2 separate regions of the Nomascus leucogenys genome follow, and region 1 is linked to region 2. A link is a contact called in public Hi-C data. All regions are on one chromosome and are shown on one strand. Each heading gives the region's core, a stretch centred on a gene start, on an enhancer-like site or on the middle of the called end of the contact. The rest is flanking DNA. Distances are from core to core; before and after follow the strand shown. Region 1 holds the start of GDI2 (rab GDP dissociation inhibitor beta). Region 2 overlaps ANKRD16 (ankyrin repeat domain-containing protein 16).

Evidence for each region. A called contact is a pair of places that touch in the nucleus more often than the background predicts.
Region 1: a Hi-C map of a lymphoblastoid cell line shows a contact between it and region 2, with 2.8 times the contacts expected there. The contact joins the promoter of GDI2 here to the enhancer-like site in region 2. A contact is called at or near these places in 2 of 4 Hi-C or Micro-C datasets (a lymphoblastoid cell line and an unstated tissue).

What each region holds. Positions count from the first base shown.
Region 1 is chr9:109,449,173-109,454,235 of Asia_NLE_v1, forward strand. GDI2 (rab GDP dissociation inhibitor beta) reads left to right here and starts at 3,158. Exons shown (of 11, transcript XM_003257603.4): 1 at 3,158-3,494. The coding sequence starts at 3,450.
Region 2 is chr9:109,391,510-109,396,397 of Asia_NLE_v1, forward strand. The region is part of intron 7 of ANKRD16 (ankyrin repeat domain-containing protein 16); the gene reads left to right. Among named protein-coding and RNA genes, the nearest start is that of ANKRD16, 17 kb to the left of the region's middle. Within about 2 kb of position 1,727, the one cell type or tissue checked has an H3K27ac peak away from gene starts, as active enhancers do. A contact at or near this core is called in a lymphoblastoid cell line, where this site is marked.

The DNA of each region.
Region 1 (5,063 bases), core at 1,908-4,407, 59 kb after region 2:
TTTTATTTTACTTTTTTGAGACGGAGTCTGGCTCTGTCACCCAGGCTGGAGTGCAGTGGCGTTATCTTGGCTCATTGCAACCTCAGCCTCTCGGGTTCCAGTGATTCTCCCGCCTCAGTCTTCCAAGCAGCTAGGAATACAGGCATGTGCCACCACACCTGGCTAATTTTAAGATTTGAAATATTTTAAAGATTGATGGTGTCCTGGTTTGATCTTGGGCTTTGGCACCAAAAAATAAAATTAAAGATTGATGTTTTCCACTCATCTTCACCAGTCAACGTACTTCCCCTAAACTTAAGGTTTCACTCTAGCAGGAACTACCATCTGTGGCATGAGATCCACTCAACCAATTAGTGGCTTTGAAGCCTCTTCACCTTAAGCAGTATTTGTCGTCTACAAGTTCCCTTGCAACTGGAATGGGTAGGGTGGAAGATCCAAGAAAAAGCACAGAATTTTCTTTTTTTGAGACAGGGTTTTGCTGTGTTGCCTAGGCTAGAGTGCAGTGGCATCATCATGGCTGACTGTATCCTTGACCTTCCTGGGCTCAAGTGATCCTCCCAGCTCAGCCTCCTGAGTAGCTAGGACTGCAGGCTCGTGCCACCATGCCCAGCTAATTTTTTTTTTTTTGAGACGGAGTCTTGCTTTGTCACCCAAGCTGGAGTGCAGTGGCACGATCTTGGCTCACTGCAACCTCTGCCTCCTGGGTTCAAGCAATTCTCTGCCTCAGCCTCCTGAGTAGCTGGGATTACAGACGACTGACACCATGCCCGACTAATTTTTGTAGTTTTAGTAGAGACGGGGTTTCACCATGTTGGACAGGTTGGTCTTGAACTCCTGACCTCGTGATTCACCCACCTCGGCCTCCCAAAGTGCTGGCATTATAAGCGTGAGCCACCGCGCTCAGCCTGCCCAGTTTTTTTTAGACGGAGTCTCACTCTGTCGCCCAGGCGGGAGTGGAGTGGCGCGATCTCGGCTCACTTCAGCCTCCGTCTCCCGGGTTCAAGCGATTCTTCTGCCTCAGCTTCCTGAGTAGCTGGGACTACAGGCATGTGCCACCATGCCTGGCTAATTTTTGTATTTTTAGTAGAGACGGGGTTTCACCATATTGGCCAGGCTGGTCTCAAACTCCAAACTCCTGACCTTGTGATCCGCCTGCCTCAGCCTCCCAAAGTGCTGGGATTACAGGCGTGAGCCACCATGCCCAGCCTCCATCTAATTTTTTATAGGGATGGCGTCTCAGTTTGTTACCTCGGCTCTACAGCACAGGTTGGTTTTGAACTCCTGGCCCCAAATGATCCTCTCATCTCAGCCTCCCAAAGTGTTAGGATTACAGGCGTGAACCATTGTGCCCAGCCCAGGTACAGCATTTTAGATGCACTCAGTCCGTTAAGGCTCAGTCCAGGTTTGTTATTGTCCTTCTGTTGGGCCATAGGGCCTGTACTGTGAACTATAATGAACTTCAGTGTTAAGTAAGGAAGGGATCCTTATTAGCCTTAAATTCAATTCCCTTATCTCAGTGTCTTTAAGTTTCTCACAACTCTGAGTATTGATGAAATAGTCTTCACCTAAAACATGGTTAACATAATTCAGCTGACATGCTTAAATTTCTCTTCGACAGTCAGAGGCTGATGGCAAGTGTGAAAAAAGCTCTTTATTGTTATTGCTAACTAAAAAAAAAAAAAGGGTCAGTAGTCAGGTGTGGTGGCCTGTACCTCTTGTCCCTGGTACTCGGGAGACTGAGGTGGGAGGATGGCTTGAGCCCAGGAGATCAAGGCTGCAGTGAGGCATGATTGCACTGCTGCACTCCAGCCTGGACGACAGGGCTGTCTCAGAAAAATTAAAAATTTAAAAATTTTTCTGTCTCAGAAAAATTTAAAAAAAGGGTATTTCATGTTGGTTCAAAAATATAGGTAGTATGACCCCCTGATGACCTGAAGACAGAGCAACAGAAGGACCTTCTTTAGTCATCATTAGCTTAGTCAAAAGAAAAGTCAGTTACACTCACTGTTGCATAGTCAGTTGTATGGTCAACTGCACTAATTCATTTGGTCATAAATATATACAATCAAATTAAGGTTGAATATAAATTTAAACTTTACTTTTGCTTTCTTCTCCCCTCCCCCCCAGAAAGGTCCACGGTTCAATATAACATAGCTTCTTCAAGTATTTATGGGGTAAGAAACATTTTAGAAAGTTGTTACGTTCTTTCCTCTATCTTAATGATTTAAATATGAGCAAGTTCGGTCTATCAAGGCAGGCTCTGAATAGCTACTATCGAGAAGTATTTGAGGACTTCTTGAATGCCAAATCTTGTCTGCTGACTATGCAGATTTATCACGTGCTGAAAACACAGGTTTTCCAACTGTCAACGCCTTTACGAAATTCACCTGCTTAGGCTTTCGTGGGGTCTGCCTCTTGGAGCTGAGAACACAGCTTCTGCTTACACCTGTGTCCTCAATGACGCTAGAGATTCCTAAGAGAATTCTAGAAATAGAGGAGGGGGGTAGAAGGCACGCAAGGAACAGTTTCTAAGCTTAGGGCCTAAACCTTTGCATACAAGGATCAGCTACCACGTTTACAGCGGCTTTAAGTTACAGCCCTCGGTAGGTGCAGATCGGTTTCCCAATAAAACCTGGCCTTCACTTTCATCTCTGTTAAGGGTTACTTTTTCCAAAGAAACCGCTTTTTCTCCTACCAATTTCCTAAAGCGCCCACCGGCAACGCACCGAACAGGGAGGGCACACAGCGGGAAACAGGACACGTGTGATTTCCGAACTCTTCCCGGCGGAGCCCCGGCGAGTCCAGCCCCACGGGAGGAACCAAGGCCGCCTCCCCCGAGACGCGGCCCGACCCGCGTTCCTCGCCCACGTGGCCGCCGCACTCGTCCGCTCAAAGCCCAAGGGCGGCGATCGGACTCTGGGACCTTGGACCGAGCGAGCTCCCGCCCCGACGGCGGGAGTCAGAACTGTGGTGGCCAGGAGCAGTCCCCGCCCGCGTTTCCGTGTACCTCCACCCCGGCCCGCGAGGCGCCTCCCGGACCACCGTGGCAGAGGCCACAACGGGAACCGGAAGCCAAAATAGCGACGCCCCGCCCTTTTCCTCTTGCAAGAGGCGGGGAAGAAAAAAAGTTGTGCGAGCGACGGGGACGTAACCAATTAGAGTGCCGGGAGCGCCTGATTGGCGGCCCTCCCGGCGTCTGCAGGCCCCGCCCTGGCTGAGGAGGCTCAGTCTCCGCCCTCCCCTCACCACCCCCTCCTCTTCTCTCCCCGCCCCGTTCTTCTCTTCCCGTCTGAGGTGGCGGCCGGTCTCGCCTTGTCGCCAGCTCCATTTTCCTCTCCTTTCTCTTCCCCTTTCCTTCGCGCCCGAGAGCGCCTCCCAGCCTCGTAGGGTGGTCACGGAGCCCCTGCGCCTTTTCCTTGCTCGGGTCCTGCGTCCGCGCCTGCCCCGCCATGAATGAGGAGTACGACGTGATCGTGCTGGGCACCGGCCTGACGGTGGGCTCTGGGGCTGAGGGCCGGGGCTGAGCAGCCGGGGCGGGCGCACCCCCGGCTCCTGCATGGCCCGCGGGTCGCAGCTCTTCGGGGGTCTCGTTCTGCCGTCACCCGTAGTTTTCGGGACGGGAGTCGTGGCTGGGGGCACGGGCGGGTTCGGGGGCGCCCCGCGTCCCGGGGCGAGCGGTCGGCTCCCAGTGTGAGGGGCAGGCGGGGAAATGGAGATGCGGGCCGCAAGGCTCAGGGCGGGGTAACGGCCGAGCCCGGCCTCTGCGCTTGCCCCCAGCGGAAACGGAGGGGAGGGAGAAGGCGGCCCGGGCCGAGGCTCCCGCTCCCCGCTTTGGGCGGGAGGGGAGGGAGAAGGCGGCCCGGGCCGAGGCTCCTGCTACCCGCTTTGGGCCGGTGACCTCTCCCGGTTGGAAACCAGCACCCGAGGCGGAGGGGACGGTGCAGGCCTCGCGGTTGCATTTCCTATTGCGCCTCGGCCGCTGCCCCGGGTCAGTCTGGCTGCCAAATTCCAGCACAGGGTTTCCTGACAAGTCTTGGATAATCACTGCTTCGGAACTGCTAGGGCTTGATTAACTTACATTTTGGGAGAAAACGCAGAAATAAGTCTTTCAATCCTTTCTCCCTCCTGCTAATAAGAAGTATTATTGAATCTTTTTAGCCACTCTCCCTTCTCACTTACTGAGTATCTGTAGAATTGGAATTGAGTTTTTTCAAAACTTGTCTATCAAATGCTTTCGCACCTGACCTTCGCCGCCTTTTCCTTTTGTTTGGTGGGTTCCCTGCCTCCTTTGTCTCTTCTGGACTGTTTTCCCCTAAGAATTGGATTGGTGATGGTTTGTTAAAGGCCAAGTTCTCTGTACTCCGAAGCTTTCTTCAGGGAGTTGGAAGATAATAACAACATGAAGAATGCATTGTAATATATGAATGCAAGGTGTACATAATACCATGGTATATTGATTTTCCTGGTTATCTGTTCCTAAGGGAACTTTAGGTAATCTGTAGATAATGCAGGCAGGTTCTGTAGTTTGTACTTTTTCTGTTCTTTTTTTTTTTAAAAAAATGAAGACTGTTCATCTTGGAAAAGAATTCGCTTTGGAGAAAACCATTTTAACTATCAATTTTTGGGGAAATTTGAAATTCTAACTTTGGGCTGCTTGATCATAATTAAGATGAATACTGATGTAATTCTTGTGTATCCTGTGTACTCTGACTTCAAATTCCTGAGTCATTTAATGTAGACTTCCACTTCAAATTTTTTGAAATTTATTATAATCTCTCAGGATCAAACTAATTTTTTTTTTTTTTTTACAGGTAACATCCCAAAATAACACTTTTAGATGTCTCTAGGCAAGAGAAAACCTTCGAACTTTTATTTGGCTAATTTTTAAGGAAAGGTTTGTGAAGAATTAGAATTGGTGTTTTTCTGGTCTGTCATTTTTCTGTTTATAGTTATATGCAATCATTCTGAATACTTCGTTATGTTTGACCAATCCAGGAGTAATCCTGTGTCTGCCTTTGAAAAGCTGGAAGACTGTTGGATGCCTAAATGAATAGGCCCTGCCC
Region 2 (4,888 bases), core at 477-2,976:
CCTCTGACTCTTGCACCCTGCAGCCCCTTCTCATTATTATTCCCTCTGGAGCATCTTTTCCCATACACAGTTTCACGTAGAGTCTCTACTTGATACCCTCAGCTCATAGGCACCTCCCACCCCCCCGCAGTCTGGCGTCATTGTTGCTGCTCTGTGCAGACTCTTCCTTTCAGATACCAGTGACGTCCTAATTGCCATATCAAGTGATGTACTTTTAGCCCTTAGGTTACTGACCCTTTCAGTTCACTTACTGATCACTACCCCCTTCTGGACTTTTGCCACATGCAATAATGCACTCCTGGGTTTTTCTTTCTGCCTTTTCCTTCTCTGCCTCTGCACTCGTCCGTCAGGCCGGCCCTCCATGCTCATGCATACCAGCTTCTGTCTCCAGCATCTCCCTCATTCTGGGTTTTCTCCTGAAGCATTGTCGTCTGTGCCTCGGGTTTCAGCTACACCCTAATGTCAGTAACACTCAGATCTCTCTCTAGCCCTTAGTTTCCACTGCCTGCTTACGTTTCTGCATGGATGTTCTGAGGCCAGCTCACGTTGAGTTTATTCAAAACCCAGCCTTCCCCACAACCCACTGACATATTGGCCTGCATTCCTGCCTCGGCTGATGGCATCACAGCTCACCCCACTGTGTTGGAAAGCTAGGGGTCAGTCATGACTCCTCCCTCTTCGGGAGTCCCTGCAGAGGACAGCTGCTGGGCGGCTCTCTAATCTGCCTGTTCCACACCATCCCTACTGCGACTCCTGCCCAAGCTCTCACTCTCCTCCTAGAGAGTGGCAGCCATGTCTTAAATACGCCTCTCCACGTCCTCAAATCCACCCTCCACTTGGCTGCCAGGGCGTTCTCACTAATGTGACCAAGGGCATTGATTGCCAATTGTGGCTTAACCTGCCTCCCAGAGCACATACTACACTTTCGCCTGGATTTCTGATTGCCTCAACTAACACCCACTTCCGCCAGGGCTGTCAGCTGGTCCTAAAAGCACACCCACTCCCATGGTGAGTGTGTGTTATTAAGCTCAATCAAAGCAGAAGTCTCAGCCAGGTGCTGTGGCTAACGCCTGTAATCCCAGTATTATGGGAGGCTGAGGTGGGCAGATCACGAGGTCAGGAGATCGAGACCATGCTGGCCAACATGGTGAAATCCCATCTCTACTAAAAATACAAAAATTAGCCGGGCGTGGTGGCACACGCCTGTAATCCCAGCTACTTGGGAGGCTGAGGCAGGAGAATCGCTGGAACCTGGGAGTCGGAGGTTGCAGTGAGCCGAGATTGCCATGCACTCCAGCCTGGTGACAGAGCGAGACTCTGTCTCAAAAAAAAAAAAAAAAAAGTCACTGAAAAGAGATGCAAAGAGGTGAAAATTGTAATGACTTGAAAATAGCGAGGACCTAACATATATTGCCAAAAAAATTTATATGAGAAAATACACAAGACAAGATGGAAAGGATCGCAAAATGGAAACAAGATGGCAAAAGTCAGGCTAAAGAAGCTGGAGGGAACTATAGGGAGGGTGCTCAGACAGTGAGAAGAGGGAGGAGCAAGCACTGAATTTAACCCGGGACGTTGCTAGAATCCACCAGCAGGTGGCAGGCCAGAAAAATGTCCCTTTTAATCTCCCAGACTTGTTTGTAAGGCCTATTGTAAAATACAAAAGATAGTAAAGGAGAAAACAAAAATAATCTATAGTTCCACCACCCAGATGGAACCACTCTTATTTCCCCTTAGTCTTTCAAAATGCATATAGGGCTGAGCACGGTGGCCCCTACCTATAATCCCAGCACTTTGGGAAGCCGAGGCGGGCAGATCACTTGAGGTCAGGAGTTCAATTAGCCTGGCTAATATGGTGAAACCCCATCTCTACTAAACATACAAAAATTGGCCAGGAGTGCTGGGCACGGTGGCTCACACCTGTAATCCCAGCACTTTGGGAGGCTGAGGCAGGCGGATCATGGTGTCTGGAGATCGAGACCATCCTGGCTAACCCGGTGAAACCCTGTCTCTACTAAAAATACAAAAAAGTTAGCTGGGCATGGTAGCACATGACTGTAGTTCCAGCTACTTGGGAGGCTGAGGCAGGAGAATTGCTTAAACCCAGGAGGTGGAGGTTGCAGTGAGCTGAGATCGTGTCACTGCACTCCAGCCTGGGCGGCAGAGCAAGACTGTCTCAAAAAAAAAAAAAATTAGCCAGGTGTGGTGGGTCACACCTGTAGTCCCAGCTACTTGGAAGGCTGAGGCATAGAATCGCTTGAACCCAGAAGGCAGAGGCTGCAGTGAGCCGAGATCACGCCACTGCACTCTGGCCTGGGCGACAGAGTGAGACTCCCTCTCAAGAAATAAAAAATAAAATGCAGGGCCGGGCGCGGTGGCTCATGCCTGTAATGCCAGCACTTTGGGAGGCCAAGGAGGGCAGATCACGAGGTCAGGAGATCAAGACTATCTTGGCTAACACGGTGAAATCCCGTCTCTACTAAAAATACAAAAAATTAGCCGGGTGTGGTGGTGGGCACCTGTAGTCCCAGCTACTCGGGAGGCTGAGGCAGGAGAATGGCGTGAATCCAGGAGGTGGAGCTTGCAGTGAGCCGAGATTGCGCCAGTGCACTCCAGCCTGGGCGACAGAGTGAGATTCCGTCTCAAAAAGAATACATAAATAAAAAATAAATAAAATGCATACAGTTGAGCTGATGGTGCACACTGCAGTTTTTCCCTTAACTTTGTTTATTTATTTATTTTGTAGACAGTCTTGCTCTGTCACCCAGGTGGGGGTACAGTGGCACAATCTCGGCTCACTGCAGCCTGCACCTCCTGGGTTCAAGCAATTCTCGTACCTCAGCCTCCTGAGTAGCTGGGATTACAGGCGCCCTCCACCATGCCTGGCTAATTTTTGTATTTTTAGTAGAAACAGGTTTCACCATGTTGGGCAGGCTGGTCTCGAACTCCTGACCTCGAGTGATCCGCCCACCTCAGCCTCCCAAAGTGCTAGGTTTACAGGTGTGAGCCACCACGCTTGTCCCTCTAACTTTATATTACAAGCCAATCCTAATGCTCTTTAAAACTGAATGTCGTGTTTCATGGCCGTCTTATGCTCCATCGTATTACTGTCCATGTTGAGTCTTGTGTGTTGCCTCTTACATTGGTTTCCATTTTCTTTTAAAGATATAGACGGAGTAATCTCTGTCAAATTCAACTGGAGGTAAGGGCTGCAGGTTGGGGATGGAAACGGCTGTTGGATTGATCACCGGAGGTTGGGCCGCGTGAGTGGGTGGGAGATATGGGCTGCACAGGGGCCTGAGCAACTCTGTGCGCCCTTGGCGTTGTGTGGTGAAGGAAAGGAAAGAAGAAAGCGGTTTGACAGGACAGTAGTTTTCTCCGAGAGGGTGAGTGAGGGGATGAGCATGTGGCATGTTTACAGACTGGGAAAGGAGCCCAGAGAGGGAGGAAGCCAGCAGTGAGGGAGTGAGGGCTCTGTGGGATAAGGCCCTTTGGAAGGTGCAGGAAGTAGGCTTAGAAGCCCTTGGGAAGCTCAGCTCCAGAGGCAAAAGGAGAGTTTCCTTCTCAGAGGCATGAAGGAAAGAAGTAGGGCAAGGAGGAAGAAAAAGTTCAAGGCAGAGCCCACATGGGCGCCTCATTGAATGCCAGTATCTAGGAGGGTGGGGGATTTGTGGAGCACATTTATTACGTTTCCTACAACAATGGATAATAATATAGACTTATATTTGGCAGTTTTTACGCTTTTTTTTAATTTTTTTTTATTTTTTATTTTTATTTTTTTTTTTTTTTTGAGACGGAGTCTCACTCTCTCACCCAGGCTGGAGTGCAACAGTGCAGTCTCGGCTCACAGCAACCTCTGCCTCCCGGGTTTAAGCGATTCTCCTGCCTCAGCCTCCTGAGTAGCTGGGATCACAGGTGCATGCCTCCACACCTGGCTAATTTTTCTATTTTTAGTAGAGACAGGGTTTCTCCATGTTGGTCAGGCTGGTCTCGAACTCCTGACCTCAGACGATCCGCCCACCTTGGCCTCCCAAAGTGCTGGGATTACAGGCGTGAGCCACCGCGCCTGGCCACGTGACGTGATTTTTATCGAGAAGGAAACAAGATGGAAGTGAGGGCTGGCCTCTGCCGATCGTGGTGATGACAGGGACTTGATTGGCCTGTGTGATTAACCCACCCTGCGGCATTTGCAGAACCTGCCTCCTTCCACCATGCTGAAAATGTGATTGACTTGATACTGAGGACAGACCTGGGTGCTCCTGGGAAAGCACGGGGAGTGGATGCATTTATCAGCCCATGCTCTGTGCAGCTTCTGGCCTGAGCATAGCAACAGGAGGGGCCTGCAGGCATTTCGACCAACATGACACCTCTCTTGGCTTCACCATAGGTGAACCAGGTCTCTTGTTCCCTCTTCCCACTCTGGAAGGCCCAGCGCATCCTGAAGGGGAGTGACACCCTGGGGGTATTTGAAACAACATTTTAAAAATAGCAATGGCCAGGCACCGTGGCTCACGCCTGTAATCCCAACACTTTGGGAGGCCAAGGCAGGTGGATCGCTTGAGGTCAGGAGTTTGAGACCAGCCTGGACAACATGGTGAGACCCTTCCTCTACAAAAAATACAAAAAATTATCTGGGCGTGGTGTGCCCGTAGTCCCAGCTACCAAGGAAGCTGAGGTGGGAGAATTGCTTGAGCCCAAGCAGTCAAGGCTGCAGTGAGCTATGATTGCACTACTGTATTCCAGCCTGGGTGACAGAGCAAAACCCTGTTTCAAAAAAAAAAAGCAGTAGGGAGGGAATGAGGACTGGCTGGTGCCCAGGCAGAGTCGCAGGGAAGGGAGGCCCAGAGCCAAAGCTGACCTCACTGCATGGGTGCACTGGGGGCCTCTG